2 separate regions of the Sus scrofa genome follow, and region 1 is linked to region 2. A link is a contact called in public HiChIP or PLAC-seq data. All regions are on one chromosome and are shown on one strand. Each heading gives the region's core, a stretch centred on a gene start, on an enhancer-like site or on the middle of the called end of the contact. The rest is flanking DNA. Distances are from core to core; before and after follow the strand shown.

The links. HiChIP or PLAC-seq counts read pairs in DNA pulled down with a chosen protein or histone mark.
Region 1: a contact with region 2 is called in an H3K27ac HiChIP or PLAC-seq map of alveolar macrophages. The contact joins two enhancer-like sites. A contact is called at or near these places in 2 of 2 datasets of contacts at active chromatin or transcription factors (alveolar macrophages and skeletal muscle).

What each region holds. Positions count from the first base shown.
Region 1 is chr13:202,710,291-202,713,728 of Sscrofa11.1, reverse strand. No RefSeq gene overlaps it. Among named protein-coding and RNA genes, the nearest start is that of PSMG1, 64 kb to the left of the region's middle. Within about 2 kb of position 1,593, at least 27 of the 83 cell types and tissues checked have an H3K27ac peak or open chromatin away from gene starts, as enhancers often do. A contact at or near this core is called in alveolar macrophages and skeletal muscle, where this site is marked.
Region 2 is chr13:202,481,157-202,484,655 of Sscrofa11.1, reverse strand. It overlaps ETS2 (protein C-ets-2), which reads right to left. Exons shown (of 10, transcript XM_021070986.1): 10 at 1,122-3,379. The coding sequence ends at 3,164. Among named protein-coding and RNA genes, the nearest start is that of ETS2, 19 kb to the right of the region's middle. Within about 2 kb of position 1,490, at least 19 of the 83 cell types and tissues checked have an H3K27ac peak or open chromatin away from gene starts, as enhancers often do. A contact at or near this core is called in alveolar macrophages and skeletal muscle, where this site is marked.

The sequences.
Region 1 (3,438 bases), core at 344-2,843, 230 kb before region 2:
GATATTAGAAAATGCAATTATTGGAGTTCCCGTCTTGGCTCAGTGGTTAACGAATTCGACTAGGAACCATGAGGTTGCGGGTTCGATCCCTGGCCTCACTCAGTGGATTAAGGATCCTGCATTGCCATGAGTTGTGGTGTAGGTCACAGATGTGGGTCAGATCCTGCGTTGCTGTGGCTCTGGCGTAGGCCGGTGGCTACGGCTCCGATTGGACCCCTAGCCTGGGAACCTCCATATGCTGTGGGTGTGGCCCTAGAAAAGACCAAAAAAAAAAAAGACAAAAAAATGCAATTATTTAAGCTCATGAGGACCTGGGGAAGGAGGATTAGAACTTGGCCTCGTTCTTGAAAAAGCAGGTGGCTGGCCCCCAGAGAACCCCCTCGGAGGTTCCTTTGGAGGTTCTGGGGGACAAGGCACATCCAGTCCCTCGGAGGCTGTGTGACACTGGAGCTTAGGGATCTCACCGGCTAAGGCTCTCTGTGGCCTTGTGGTCTCTCTGCCCTCAGGCTGGGCCCGTGTGCCCACCTCCCAGGGCTTCTGTTTCTCCGTCCTGGGCTGCGGAAGAAAGCAGGTTGCCATGCGCCCTGGAGGACGAGGCATATTTAAGGTAAATGTGTCTTTGCTACTCTCTTTGGAAATGCGGTTGAGACGTCAGACCTGAGTAGATCAGAAGTTGTCCTCTTCACACACCTGAAACTTTCAGCAAGTTCAAAATCCCGGAGGGGCGGAGAAAACACGGGGCCGCCGCTGAGCAGCGTGTCTATCGATCCCACTCCTTTACTAAAACTTGGCCGCTGTCAGGCCATGGGGCTCAGCGGGCAGACATGCCCCTGCACCCCCATCCTGCCCTTGAAGCCACACCTTACCAGGGCCAGATGGCTCTTTGGAGACCCACCCACATTCTGAGGGCACTTGGGAAAATAAAATAGGAGCTCCTGTCATGGCGCAGCGGAAACGAATCCCACTAGGAACCATGAGGTTGCGGGTTCGATCCCTGGCCTCGCTCCGTGGATTAAGGATCTGATGTTACCGTTAGCTGTGGTGTAGGTCACAGACGTGGCTCAGATCTGGTGTTGCTGTGGCTGTGGCATAGACCAGCAGCCATAGGTCCAATTAGACCCCTAGCCTGGGGACCACGGGTGCGGCCCTAAAAAGCAAACAAACAAAGAAAAAAAAGCAAAAAAGGCAAAAAAGAAAAGAAAACAAAAGCCTCGTAGCGGATGCATTTGTCAAACAATGAAACTCCTCTGCTTCCCTCTGCATTTGCTCAGACTGGACTGACGTACTTTGAATACCAGGAAAAGGGGAACTCGTGTTCCTTGGTTTCCCCAAAGAGGAAGTGAAACAAACAAGCAAAACAATTCCATTCAAGAAAAAAAATAACCCGCAACCTGCTTATAGAAATATGACTTGGGCCTCCAGTCAACCAGGCGTCTAAAATAAGAACGGTCCTCAGTGTGGATTCTGAGAAGGCTTTTTAAGAATGGGATGAGGAAATGACGCGTCCCCCGGCTCCGTGGACGCAGGAATTGCCTCGGTCTTTGTGCTTGGAGATGACCCCCTGCCAGACTGCTTCTCCATCCAAGAGCCACCGCCCATGGCTGGAGAACTGCCCAAGGGCCACGGATGTTAAGAAAAAGCCGAGGAGAGTCCTGTAAGGGGCCGTGTGCTGTGTTTGTGCCTTCGAATGATCTCGGGGCTTAGCTTTTTCAGTTAATAAGATGACAGGCAACCAGCAATCTCTCTTGCTCTCAGCTCCTTGCAAAAAGGGTCGCCCTTTGCATGGGGCTCCTCACCTGCCAAGGGCCCCCTTCGCCTGGGGAGCCAGGAGTTCCTCAGTGGAGCTAAGTGGCCAGTTTCTACATACGGAGTGAGGAGGACGGGAGGGGCCAGGAGAGGTCACTCTTTGGCAGTTTCTTCCTCCCTTGATGACTCCCCAGTTTTCTCAGGGTCACCAGGAGAGGGGGCTACTTCCTCTGTGGTCACAGTGGCAGGTGCTTTGGGTAGTAGCTGCTCCCGTCAGCGGCCCCACCTCGCTGAAGGTTGGAGTTGGTTGTGGGGATGCAGTGGGTATCTTTGCGAAAGATGCTGTCTGCACGGGCCACTGCCCAGTCACCGTCAGGGTCTCCCGGTTACAGGTAGGGCTTAGGAGGGGACCATGTGGGCATGAGCGTCCTGCCCAGTGGGAGACGAGGATGCTGGGAAGGCGGAAGAGGCGGCCGGGAAGCACCTGCGGGCCCCTCGCCCTCCTCCCAGGTGTGCTTTCTCAACCACACATGGAATTCAAGGGTCCTGGACTTGCATGGGACAGATGGCTTCCCCATTTTCAGTACCTCCAGCCTTGGACCAAATTTGGCATCTCCACACATCCATTGTGGGGCCAGCACTCAGCAGCAGTGGTGGCAGGAGTTCCTGCCATGTTGTCTGGACAGAAACCCCAGGGAACTTCTCACCGCATTACAATTGCTTCAGAAATGTAGAAAGTAGAGAATTCCTGTCGTGGCGCAGCAGAAATGAATCCGACTAGGAACCATGAGGTTGCAGGTTCAATCTCTGGCCTTGCTCAGTGGGTTGAGGATCCGGCATTGCCCGTGAACTCTGGTGTAGGTCGCAGATGCGGCTCAGATCTCACGTTGCTGTGGCGTAGGTCAGCAGTTGTAGTTCCGATTAGACCCCTAGCCTGAGAACCTCCATATGCCTTGGGTATGGCCCTAAAAAGACAACAAAGACCAAAAAAAAAAAAAAAATAGAAATTGTATTCACTCTTCACCCCTTTGAAATGTTGGATGGGTATGTTAGACTCATGGCTGGCACTTGTTATCAAGTGAGCTAAGGAAGCACATCCATTTAAAAAATTTTAATTGGCATATAGTTGGTTTTCAATATTGTGTTCGTTTCAAGTGTGCAGCAAAGTGATTCGGTTATGTGAGTTCCCGCTGTGGCTTGGTGGGTTAAGAATCCGAGTGGTATTCACGAGTATGTGTATTTGATCCCTGACCTCACGCAGTAGGATAAAGGATTTGGCATTGCCACAAGCTGCGGTATAGGTTGAAGACGCAGCTTGGATCTGGCATTGCTGCAGCTGCAGCTCTGAATCAGCCCCTAGCCTGGGAACTTCCATATGCCATGGGTGCGGCCCTAAAAAAAAAAAAAGAAAAAAAGATTCAGTTACATATGTATTTATATATATTCTTTCTTTTGCATTTTCTTCCATTATAGGTTATTACAAGATAGTGTATATATTTTCCTGTGCTGTACAACAGGTCCTCGCTGGTTATTTATTTTATAGAGATTAGTGTATAAATGTTAATCCCACATTTATCCCTCCTCCGACAGCTATTTTTATACCAGACGTGTAGGAACAGTTTTGATCATATTGTATGTTTCAGTACCACTGGCTTCCTTTGCAACAGGCGTGCGTTTTATTTTAAGGATTTG
Region 2 (3,499 bases), core at 241-2,740:
TGTTACAAAATCACACACGGGTAAAAGATCCACTCAAAGTGCAAGACGGATCAACGTAATTTATTGCAATCATAGGCAAGTTTATTGATACGGTTTCATATTCTAACAGCAATTAACCTTTAAGAAACTATCATTTGTCGGTTTAGGTGTACTATAAAACAATATGCCATTATCAGCTCATAAACACTCCTCCCTCTTCCAATCACAGATCTGTGTGAGGCCTCATTTCCCTCAAAATGTATCACAACAGACTGATGCAGAAGCCAGTATCAGAATCCAGCTCTTTGCTATTAAACCAGACATCAGAGATTTGAAAACATGTGAAACAATGCCATTCTCACTTTGGGGGAAAAATTATTTCTCCGAAAAATGTGAATGTGGACATGTTATTTTAAAAAGGAGCCATATTTTAAAGTTTGTTTTAATTTCTAACATTGATGACCAGTGGTGAGCTGGTAAAACCAGCTCCCTGAGAAGGGTTGGGGGTGGGGGAGCCCCGAGTTGGAGTGTTTGCCAGTTTCCATGGTGTAAATACTCATTCCGACCAAGTTCAAGCTACCAACACCTCACTGAGGCAAAGTGGGGAAGAGGCCTGCACCATTAGCCTGTGGCCAGTGGGTGCCAGGACGCCAATGATATAATCCACCTAGTTTTTGGAATCCTCAGATTTTGGAGCGTGAAAAGGAGGCCCAAGAATGAATGTGAGCACAGGTGTCCTGGGGCCATCGCCTTTGTCTTTGGCAAGTCACCTTGGCAACGTCAGCGCTCTAGGAGTCCTGGCCTCAATTACAAAAGTTCCTGAACTCCACATCCTCATGTTCTTAATAGAAACATCCTAAAATCTACCTCTGCCAAACTTTGAGCAAAGACAAGCTGCCTGCAGCTTTCTACTCTAATCTCTCCTGGAAAGAATTTTTTGCTTTAAGAAACACTTTTGGGGAATTCCCTCAGGAAGGGCTCACATTTGGCTCCAGCCTGATCCCGATTTACCAGGCGATGGGTATGACCAGTTCCAGGGAGATGTGACGCTGAGCGACAGAACTGCTGAGTGGCCAGAGGCTCTGGCCCCAGCACCCCCACTCCATGTTGGGATGGGGACAAAGCATGAGGACCCTTACGAGGAGGAGTTTATATAAACAAAATACTTTATTATTGGAGAGAGAAAAAGCCAAATTACAAAATTTTTATACTTAAGTTCTGTTCTTTACCACGCCAAAGGTTGACAAGGGACTTTTAATGTCCCATAACTCTTTGAGTTGAACCACATGAAACTGCCAACCCTGTAGATAAAACAGACAAATATTGGCAGTTTCACAGGGTCCAACCCCACGTAAAACAAGCTGATGGCTGAGATTTCTTTCAGCAGCAAGATATTCCAGTCACATGTCTGTTGATGTTTTAAACAGATGTCCGAGAGATAAACAGGTCCTGCGTGAGAAAAACATCCTGTGCTTAAAGACATGGGAAGGGATCTTGGGTCAGGACTGAGACCGAGTCACCCCCGTGCTGGTTCTGTCCTTCTCGCTTGCCCCACCACCCAATGCCCCGTTCCCGCTCATCGCATGGATGGTTCGATCCTTCTTTGCAGATGTCACTGCTGGCCCACTTGTCCCTCATGCTGCTAGGGAAGGCCGTCTGACTTTGAAGTCAACTCGACTTGATCATTCGCCAAAGCCAGGAGCACATACTGACCCAGGGGTTCCTCTGGAACGACTACAAAAGTCTCCACCCTGTTCAAGGCTGAATGATCCCAATGCCTTTTCTTCCCCATCTGCTTACCCTCTCTTTGCCTCCGGGCATTCTGTGTCTGAGAAAATAAGAAAACAAACAAGCAAGAAACTGCAGACTCGAAACAGAAAGCAGCAGCTGGGTATCCAGAAAGCCCAAGACGCGACAGGTGAACAGGATGGGACAAATCATGCTTCGCTCACATCCAAGAGGTTTAATAAAGACTCCCCCCCACATCCCGAACCTTCAGCTCTGTACAATAGGTTAACTTTACATGGCGCTGAGATAAAAATAAAACTTTCTTACAAATTCCATTTTTTTTCCCCAGTGAATTACTTTTGCAGTAAAAATAGCTGCTACATAAATCCCTCCTGATCTCTGAAAAGGAGTCGCCGGTTTCCAAAAATAGTATTCCTATTTTAATCGTACAGAAGACGTTGGGGTGCGGGGGTGGGGCGCTGAGAGGAAATGGCTGTGATTGGGGGAGGTTAGTCGTTGGGAAAACAGAACCGAACTAAAAACGAAGTTTTGTGTAGAAACCGATTTAAAGGCATGCATAGAAATGGAGAACATGTGCCAAGTGTCAAGAAAAATACTGCTTTATAGCTTTTACTTTACAATTGAAGGAGAGGAGAGAGGCCGGACGGGCCCCCAGACAATAACATTAAGTTTCTTATAAAAATTCCCAAATGTACAAAGTCCTTGCCATAGATAATAACCCAGGCAAGCCAAAAAAACAGAACACAGGAATAGTAACCCTCTTAGACCTTATTCCTGTACATATAATAACTGTTAATCATACACACTGTACAACCTGCCTCAGCCCGCCCTTGGCGGGTTAAATGTTTGCAAAATGCCATCTGTGCTCTTGAAAAATGGAATACACACGGGATGTCTGCCTTCTTCGTTCACATACAGTTATATAATTATTTTAAATTACAATATACAATTTCTGTTAAATAGGACTGTTAGGGGGGGTTTGGATACCAACGGTAAGATGACCGTCCTATATACAAACTAACTTCTGAAATGGAATGAGTGGTCCTGGCACCTTCTCCCCCTCTGAACCACAGAGACCTCTTTTGCGTTTGCGATTCCCGGCGGCCACAGCAAAAGAAAATCCAAAGAAGCATGTGCGTCCACGACCCGCTCGCTCCTTGGAGAAGCCCCACCAGCCCCAGGGATCCTGTTACAACGCAGTCTGCTGGAGCCAGGCCGGCGGCCCAGCGTGTCCTTCGAGGCCACTCTAAGGTAAGAGCATCATAAATACTGTGTCCCTGTCAGCAGGCTTTAGAAGCGAGAACCCGCGCTGCTTTCGGCGAAGGACCGCCGTTTCGGATGAAATAAGGCCACTGCTTCTTGGAGACCTTGCCGGACGCATCGATCCCGCCGTTTAGGGTCCGTGTGAGATGGGTGAGGACCGCCCCGGGCGGCCTCAGTCCTCCGTGTCCGGCTGGACGCCCAGGATGGCGTGCAGCTCCTCGGGCGTGAACCCCAGCAGGTTCTGGAGGTCGCACACGAAGCGGTACACGTAGCGCTTGCCCGAGGTCTTGTGGATGATGTTTTTGTCGTAGTAATAGCGCAGACCTCGGCTCAGCTTCTCGTAGTTCATCTTGGGCTTGTTTTTCCTCTTGCCCCACCGGCGGGCCACCTGTGGGGAGGATGAAGATGGGTTCCATCACTGTGGCAACAAGACGAAGTGAATGACCTTCCCCCAAGAGGCCTTTTTTTTGGCCTATGAACGTTCCCAGGTGAGGGGCTGAATCGGAGC